Regions from separate parts of the Danio rerio genome. Here region 2 is linked to region 1. The links are chromatin contacts, called in public Micro-C maps. All regions are on one chromosome and are shown on one strand. Each heading gives the region's core, a stretch centred on a gene start, on an enhancer-like site or on the middle of the called end of the contact. The rest is flanking DNA. Distances are from core to core; before and after follow the strand shown.

Region 1 (3,574 bases), core at 428-2,927:
TTGGATTTTGATACATGTGGACATTGCACTTAAAAGCGAACAGTACCAAATTACTGTTGAAAATCAGTTATAACATAAAAAAACAGAAAAAAAAAACATGCGTTATATTCGCAATATCCAAAACATGCCTTTAGAAAAATGTTAGAAAACTAAAATGGAATATTTTTATATTTTGGTTGTTTGCTCGTTTATACAACAGTGCTATTTTGGTAGCCTAAACAAGTTTTAGCATGTGTGTGTTTTGAAAATGCAGAATGCAGACATGTGAAAACATTGATGTCATGCATATGATTATTACTTATTATCGCATATGTGATTACCTAATAAGAAAAACAACAATAGCAGACTACAGGATAAGTGTAATGTTGCTTTACAAAGTGACATAGCTAACTACTCTGGCCTAGCATGCGTAATATAGTGTTTTTAGTCACTCATGGTTCTGTGTGAACCAGAATTATTTTGTCAACAATGTTGCCTGTAATGCAAAGGAAAAAAAAGCGTCCATTTTCAGTACAACATCATCATGTAAAGCTATCTCTCCATAATGTAGGCACTGTTGCAGTCACATGTCTGTGGCTCATGATTATTTATCAGCTCCCTGCAATACATTTTCCCTGCTCATTCAAGAATTATCAAGCAGATAAATAAACCCTGGCAGCAAACATGATGTTGCATCTCAACATCAGCCAAATCTGAAGCACTTCTAGTTGTCACCTCAACCTTCCTGTTGTGCCCCAACTAAACCTGACCAACAGTAGTGGCTTAAACAGCTCCAGAATCTAACACACCAGCACTGTAGATGGAAAGCAGCAGGACAGTGATCACAGCACAGCAGATCTCCTCCTTCCCGGCAGCTGTCACAGATGTCATGGTTGGTGGCCCTTCCGGATCTCCTGGTGCTCCTGTCCGGCTTTCTGTTCTTCTTCTCTCCGTCCTCAGACTTGGGCGGAGCCAGCAGGGTCTGGATTTTCTGGAGCAGGGAAGAAATTCAGAAACTCCTTATTGAAACATCTGTAACACTACGCGTTTTGCATCACTCCAACTCGAGCCATTGTTGGGCCGTAACCGTGAGCGCGCGTGCGCGCCCATGTGACGAGAGCCTATGCTATGGATGACATTCGTGAGCTGTTAACGTTAGCGGCTACAAAGAGATTGTGAAGCGGCCAGTGGAGACTGGAGAGAGGAATAAATGGGTACATGAGAGTGTGTGTGCTTTACCTCCATCAGCCCACCGGAGGTATCCAGATCGTACATGATCGTCGGGGTCTCCATTTTACCCCACATCAACACCGGTCCCGACTGGTTCCGATTCCGTCAGCCGCTGCACCTCGACCACTGTCAGACGAATAGCCTTTGACCTCTGCCAAAAACACGTAGGATTTCCCGCCCGTGTGTGTTGTGGCTCCGCGCGGGCTCTCCGTTAATCGAGCAGGCGCGCGGAGGCCTCTATCCCCGGTGCTCTGCGAGACTCCGGCCCGGTAACAGAAGGAAGAATAAACACACAGACGTTACCAGTAAATCCATGATGCGAAGACGTCTAACATCAAGCCCCCCTGAAGGCCAGGTCATGCAGAGAACTGGCAGAAGCGGAAAACAAACGTTTTTCTCCCGGTGAAAGGCGACTTAACGGCGGAGCGTCTCTGTTGTGATGAAGGAACGCTCGCGCTTACTGACGCACAAACCCGTGTGCGCATGCGTCGCCCCGTCAGTAGAGCTGGGAGTTCAATTCGTTAAGAGAATCGGATCTTTTTAGTGAACCGGTTCAGTAGAATCATATCACTGATTTGCCACCATCACACACACATCTAAGTAATGAATATATAATGTTAATTATATATAATACTCAATGTTTGAATGTTTATATAATACACATTTGAAATATTGTTGTTTACGATTGTTTGTATTGTTCATGATTCCAACATAGTAGTCAGCAGCAACATGACAGCAGAAGTTTTGTCTTGCTAAGGAGTTAACGCACACACACACACACACACACACATGTAAAACATGTATTCACCCTCCAAAAAGCAACAGAATCATAGCCACCCTGCTAAAAAATCCAGCTTAACCAGCCTAGGCTGGTTTTAGCTGGTCGACCAGGCTGGTTTTAGAGGGGTTTTGGCCATTTCCAGGCTGGTTTCCAGCCATTTCCAGCCTGGTCTTAGCTGGTCAGGCTGGAAAATGACCAGCTAAATCCAACTAAAACCAGCTTGACCAGCCTGGTTTAAGCTGGACATAGCTGGTTGTGGCTGGGCTCCCAGCCTGGTAAGGGTGGTCAAGCTGGTTTTAGCTGGTCATCTTCCAGCCTAACCAGCTAAGACCAGGCTGGAAATGGCTGGAAACCAGCCTGGAAGTGGTCAAAACCCCTCTAAAACCAGCCTGATTGACCAGCTAAAACCAGCTAACCAGCCTAGGCTGGTTTAAGCTGGATTTTTCAGCAGGGCGCGCGTTCATTCGTTGTCATTTTTTGCTATTTAATAAAAGTGAATTGTGACTTAAACAGTCATTCTGCCTACATTAGAAGAAACGTTGTTGATTTGTATAACCATAAAGGTAAATAAACGATGACATTAGTTTACTTTTTGCTAAGCTATCCATTGTTTACAACCGAATAATTTGCAAACACAGTTCGAATCGGTTCGATTGAATTTTTAAAAAGAGCCGAATCAAACAGCGATTCATTCGCGGTCAGGCATCGCTTTTCGTCAACAGTGGAGCCATCTTGCTCTTTTCCTTCGTTTTAAAACGTCCCCGTCTTATTAGTAATTATGGGAATCGCTAAAGTGTCTTTTTGATGACACGAGAAGCTGATTTGATACATCAGCCAGTAAGGCTTCGAAAGCAAATGCCATTATCCGGTTTGTTTACGTGTTCAAGCTTCTTTGTATTGTGAGGGAAAGTTCTGCTCTTTGATTGGTCTGTTTGTCGTCGACGTGACATGAACCAATGAGCGAAAGAGAAGGGATGAAGCAAATTTATGACATGGTTGTGGAGTGGTATTGTTAAAACAAGCGGTGAACAATGACGGTGACTTTATTAGACCTATTCATTTAAATAACAGTTTGTTTATAGATGAGCAATTTTATTTTTAGTCACGTGTATCAATTTAATACAATTATCAGGGTGCGAATTAAAGGGGGCTTGATCCTCTGAAAGACATCAAAACAAGATGTATGGGGGTGTCACCCCTTCAATGAAAAGAAATAGCTTTCTCTTAAATATTAATAATGAAAATGTATAATATACATATACATTTGACCTCATCACCATAATGGTTCATACCATTGAGAATGCATAATCGTGCCAATCAATGCTAGGAAAAATATAATTCAACAGTCTGAAACTGGCAGTTCTAGAGCACCGGAGCACATCTTAAGGATTTACAAAACATGCTTCTTGTAAAAAAGGTGTTTTTATCTGCATGTATCCTTAAAAAAAGAAAAACAAGACATTATTTGTATACTTTGACTGACATTAATCTCTAAAATAGTCACTTAATATCATTCAAAACACTAAAAATGTATACGTTTTATTAATATATGAGATGTAATTTAAATGCATTCATAAATTTGAT
Region 2 (3,320 bases), core at 182-2,681, 250 kb after region 1:
TAACACTTAAACAAATAACCGTAAGGAAAGCATCGCAAATCGAGAATCTTCTTTAAATACATCTGCATAATATTTCAGGAATCTAAGATTTTTTTTTATTCTTAATAAGATGAAGTGATTTTAGGAGGGAGTTAAATTCTATTCTAAAATAAGCAAAGGATGTGTAATTATTTGCGAATTTCTGTTTGTGAATGAAAAATTTGCCATACAAGATAAATATATATATAATGAGTTCAGGGATTTAGCTTTTGGGTTACTATAATAAAAAATAATGTATTTTAGACTAAAGCAATTCACCGCATTGGCAGAAGCAAATATATTAGAATTTTGGATTTAATTTATTTATTTATTTATTTTTTAATACAAGAATAATAACATCACTGCATTGAAGAAAAAATACAATAACAAAAAATAAGTAAAAAGAGAGAAAAAGCCTCAATCATTAAGAAAAAAGATTATCATTAGCTTTAAGAAACGTATTATTCTTCTTCTTATTAATAAGCTTAAGAGACTCAATTTTGTACGAAATTTCAACAAGGAAAGTATTAAATATGGGTATTGTTTTTAGGATCTTATTTTTGTGTATAAAAAAATGTACATTGTAGCCTACCACAAAAAAAATAATGATCATGCTCTCGATCTTATGAGAATTTAGGAGTGACAGCAGTAAAGAGAGTTTACGTGACGAAAGACCTTAGTGTGACGTCGAACACTCTGATTGGCTGTTCCTACCTTTCCTGACAGGTACAAAAATCGGTAAGAGAGCCGTAGGGCTTTATACCATCGACAACAAAATATACGGTTCGTTTAAGAAAGACATGTAAACCTACATTATATAATAGATACATTAGCAATGATCTCAAATCGATCAGTTTTTTCTGATTATCCAAACAAACCCAGAAGAATGAATCACTTCCTGAAACTCCTCATCTCCAGAGCGCTCCCTCTTCGAGCTGACTTAAACTCTATTTTACAATTGCAAATCAATTTCATGCAAAACATTTCATCTGCATATTCATGTCTATTATGTAAAGTAAAATTAAACTCTTTAAACTACCGGCGGAAACTTCCACTGTTTCAGCTCTGAATGTAGGTTAAACGTACAAGGCTTTTAAATGACATTCTGTACTTAATACACTATTCAGATCGTATACTTATATGCTGCTTTTATACCGCGATTTATTTGATTTTGCATTAAGGCACACCAACTGGCTTAAAGGTGAATGTTTTGGTGTGCGTAATGCGCTTCTCTAAGCCTCTTTATTCCGCGTCAACGCGAATAGACAGTCTGTTCACCTGTACAGTGAAGTAAAAAAAACAAAACACCGCTAAATATAAACAAACTCACCGCTGGAACAAGCGCTGAAATATTCTGGCGATGCCCGGTGCGCGCTGAACTGCAGCACCGGTCCTGTGGAAACCCGTCTTTAGCGTCTGTGGGACGCGCACTACCAGCTGAGCGCGCTCCCGCCTCACTGAGCCCTGCTGGAAAGGATCTCCTCAAGAAGAGTCCAACACAGCAAGTGCATCATTTCTGCATGACTAAGAGACTTTCAAACCTACTTTAAAACTTAGAAAAGTTGGTTTTGCCTGATGTAATATAAAATACTAAATGAATAGGCTTAAAACAATATTAGTTTTAAAATACCTTATACAGGCTACAATTCATTCGAAAAATGAATGCCCTGTATATTAATCAAGTTGATCTGTAAGAATAAAAATAACAAATAGCCTAATAATGATGAATAGTATTGACATAAACACACTGTAAGTGCATGTTATTTATCGTTTTTCTTATTTTTCTTATTTATCATATACGTGTGCATAAATGTTGCATTGGAATATTCCTGTACGGGATGTGTATTTTGATGTTTCACTTGCTTGGGCACAGCGCCCTCTTATGGACGAACTCTCTGACAACACTAATCTCTTCTTATGCATGTTTTTATTATTCTCCAGTTGCGCAATAATCTTGAAAATCCCCATCTGCTGCACATTTGTGATGCGCCCATATTAAATTCATACTAACACAGCGTTTGTTATAGAGTCTTGGAGACTGAATACATCTAAAATGCACACATTTAGTGGAATAAAATGCATGCAATATTTTTTTTAATCTAAAGTTTCACTAATCAAAAAATATAATAAAAAATGGGTCACACTTTACAATAAGGTTCATTCGTTAATGTTAATTAATGCATTTACTAACGGGAACAAACAATAAACATTTACTACTGTATTTGTTCATGTTAACGTTAGTTAATGAAAATACAGTATAGTTCATTGTTAGTTCATGTTAACTCATGGTGCATTAACTAATGTTAACGAGCATGGACTTGGATGTTAATAATGCATTAGTAAATGTTCAATTAGGATTAATAAATGCTGTACAAGTGTTGTTCATGATTAATTCATGTTAGTAAATGCATTAACTAATGAACCTTATTGTAAAGTGTTACCTAAAAATGTATCTACATTTAGGGTATTTAAAATAAACAAAAACTATTATCCTAACTAGCAAAGCATTTACTCAATATAAACCTGAAAGCATATATTTTTACTGTAATGTTGATGAAGAAAGGCCATGATAAAAACAAAAGACTCTTAAAATAGGCCTGGCATCAGTATAGTTTTTCATAAATCACTTGTTATGATTATAAAATTAGTACAGCACAGCAGATATTACAACCACCAGTATGGGATTGCCAGTTAGGCTACTCAATTAACTAATAACTAATTCAATCTTTGTGTTTTTAGACAATGTTGGGCCAAAACTACTCTCAAAGCTGCTCTCATTGCAGTCATGGATTTGAGATGTGTATTCAGATCAGGGGCGGATTTAGTGATTTGAGGGCCCTAAGCAATTCCAGACAATGGGGCCCAAAAGTCCTAAAATGCACCATTTGTACTTTAATTTATTTTGCTGTTTGTTTTGCTTAAATCACTCAATCCCCTTTTCTTCATTTAATCATAATGCAAAATAATAATGGCATGTAAAACTTTTTAAATGATTTGTTTTCTTAAAATGAATTTACCACTGAAAATAATAAATAAAATCTTTCGTTTTTTTTTTTTTTTTTTTTTTTAAGATCTTTACAGATTTGTCTCCTGGGCTGCTCCATGATTGAGGAGGGGGGGGGCACATTTGCACAGATGTAATTATTTAAATAAAAAAATAGTACACCCTTTATTATACAAAATATGATAGAAATTGATGTTATATATAATTTATATTCATTCATTCATTCATTCATTCATTCATTCATTTTCTTGTCTGCTTAATCCCTTTATTAATCCAGGGTCGCCACAGCGGAATGAAC

What was found. A called contact is a pair of places that touch in the nucleus more often than the background predicts.
Region 2: a contact with region 1 is called in a Micro-C map of caudal fin, with 3 times the contacts expected there. The contact joins the promoter of myo18aa here to the promoter of phf12a in region 1. A contact is called at or near these places in 1 of 18 Hi-C or Micro-C datasets (caudal fin) and 1 of 4 datasets of contacts at active chromatin or transcription factors (caudal fin).

What each region holds. Positions count from the first base shown.
Region 1 is chr10:41,880,473-41,884,046 of GRCz12tu, forward strand. phf12a (PHD finger protein 12a) reads right to left here and starts at 1,678. Exons shown (of 15, transcript XM_001919920.9): 1 at 1,219-1,678; 2 at 789-970. The coding sequence starts at 1,284.
Region 2 is chr10:42,134,465-42,137,784 of GRCz12tu, forward strand. It overlaps myo18aa (myosin XVIIIAa), which reads right to left and starts at 1,432. Exons shown (of 41, transcript XM_073915088.1): 1 at 1,349-1,432.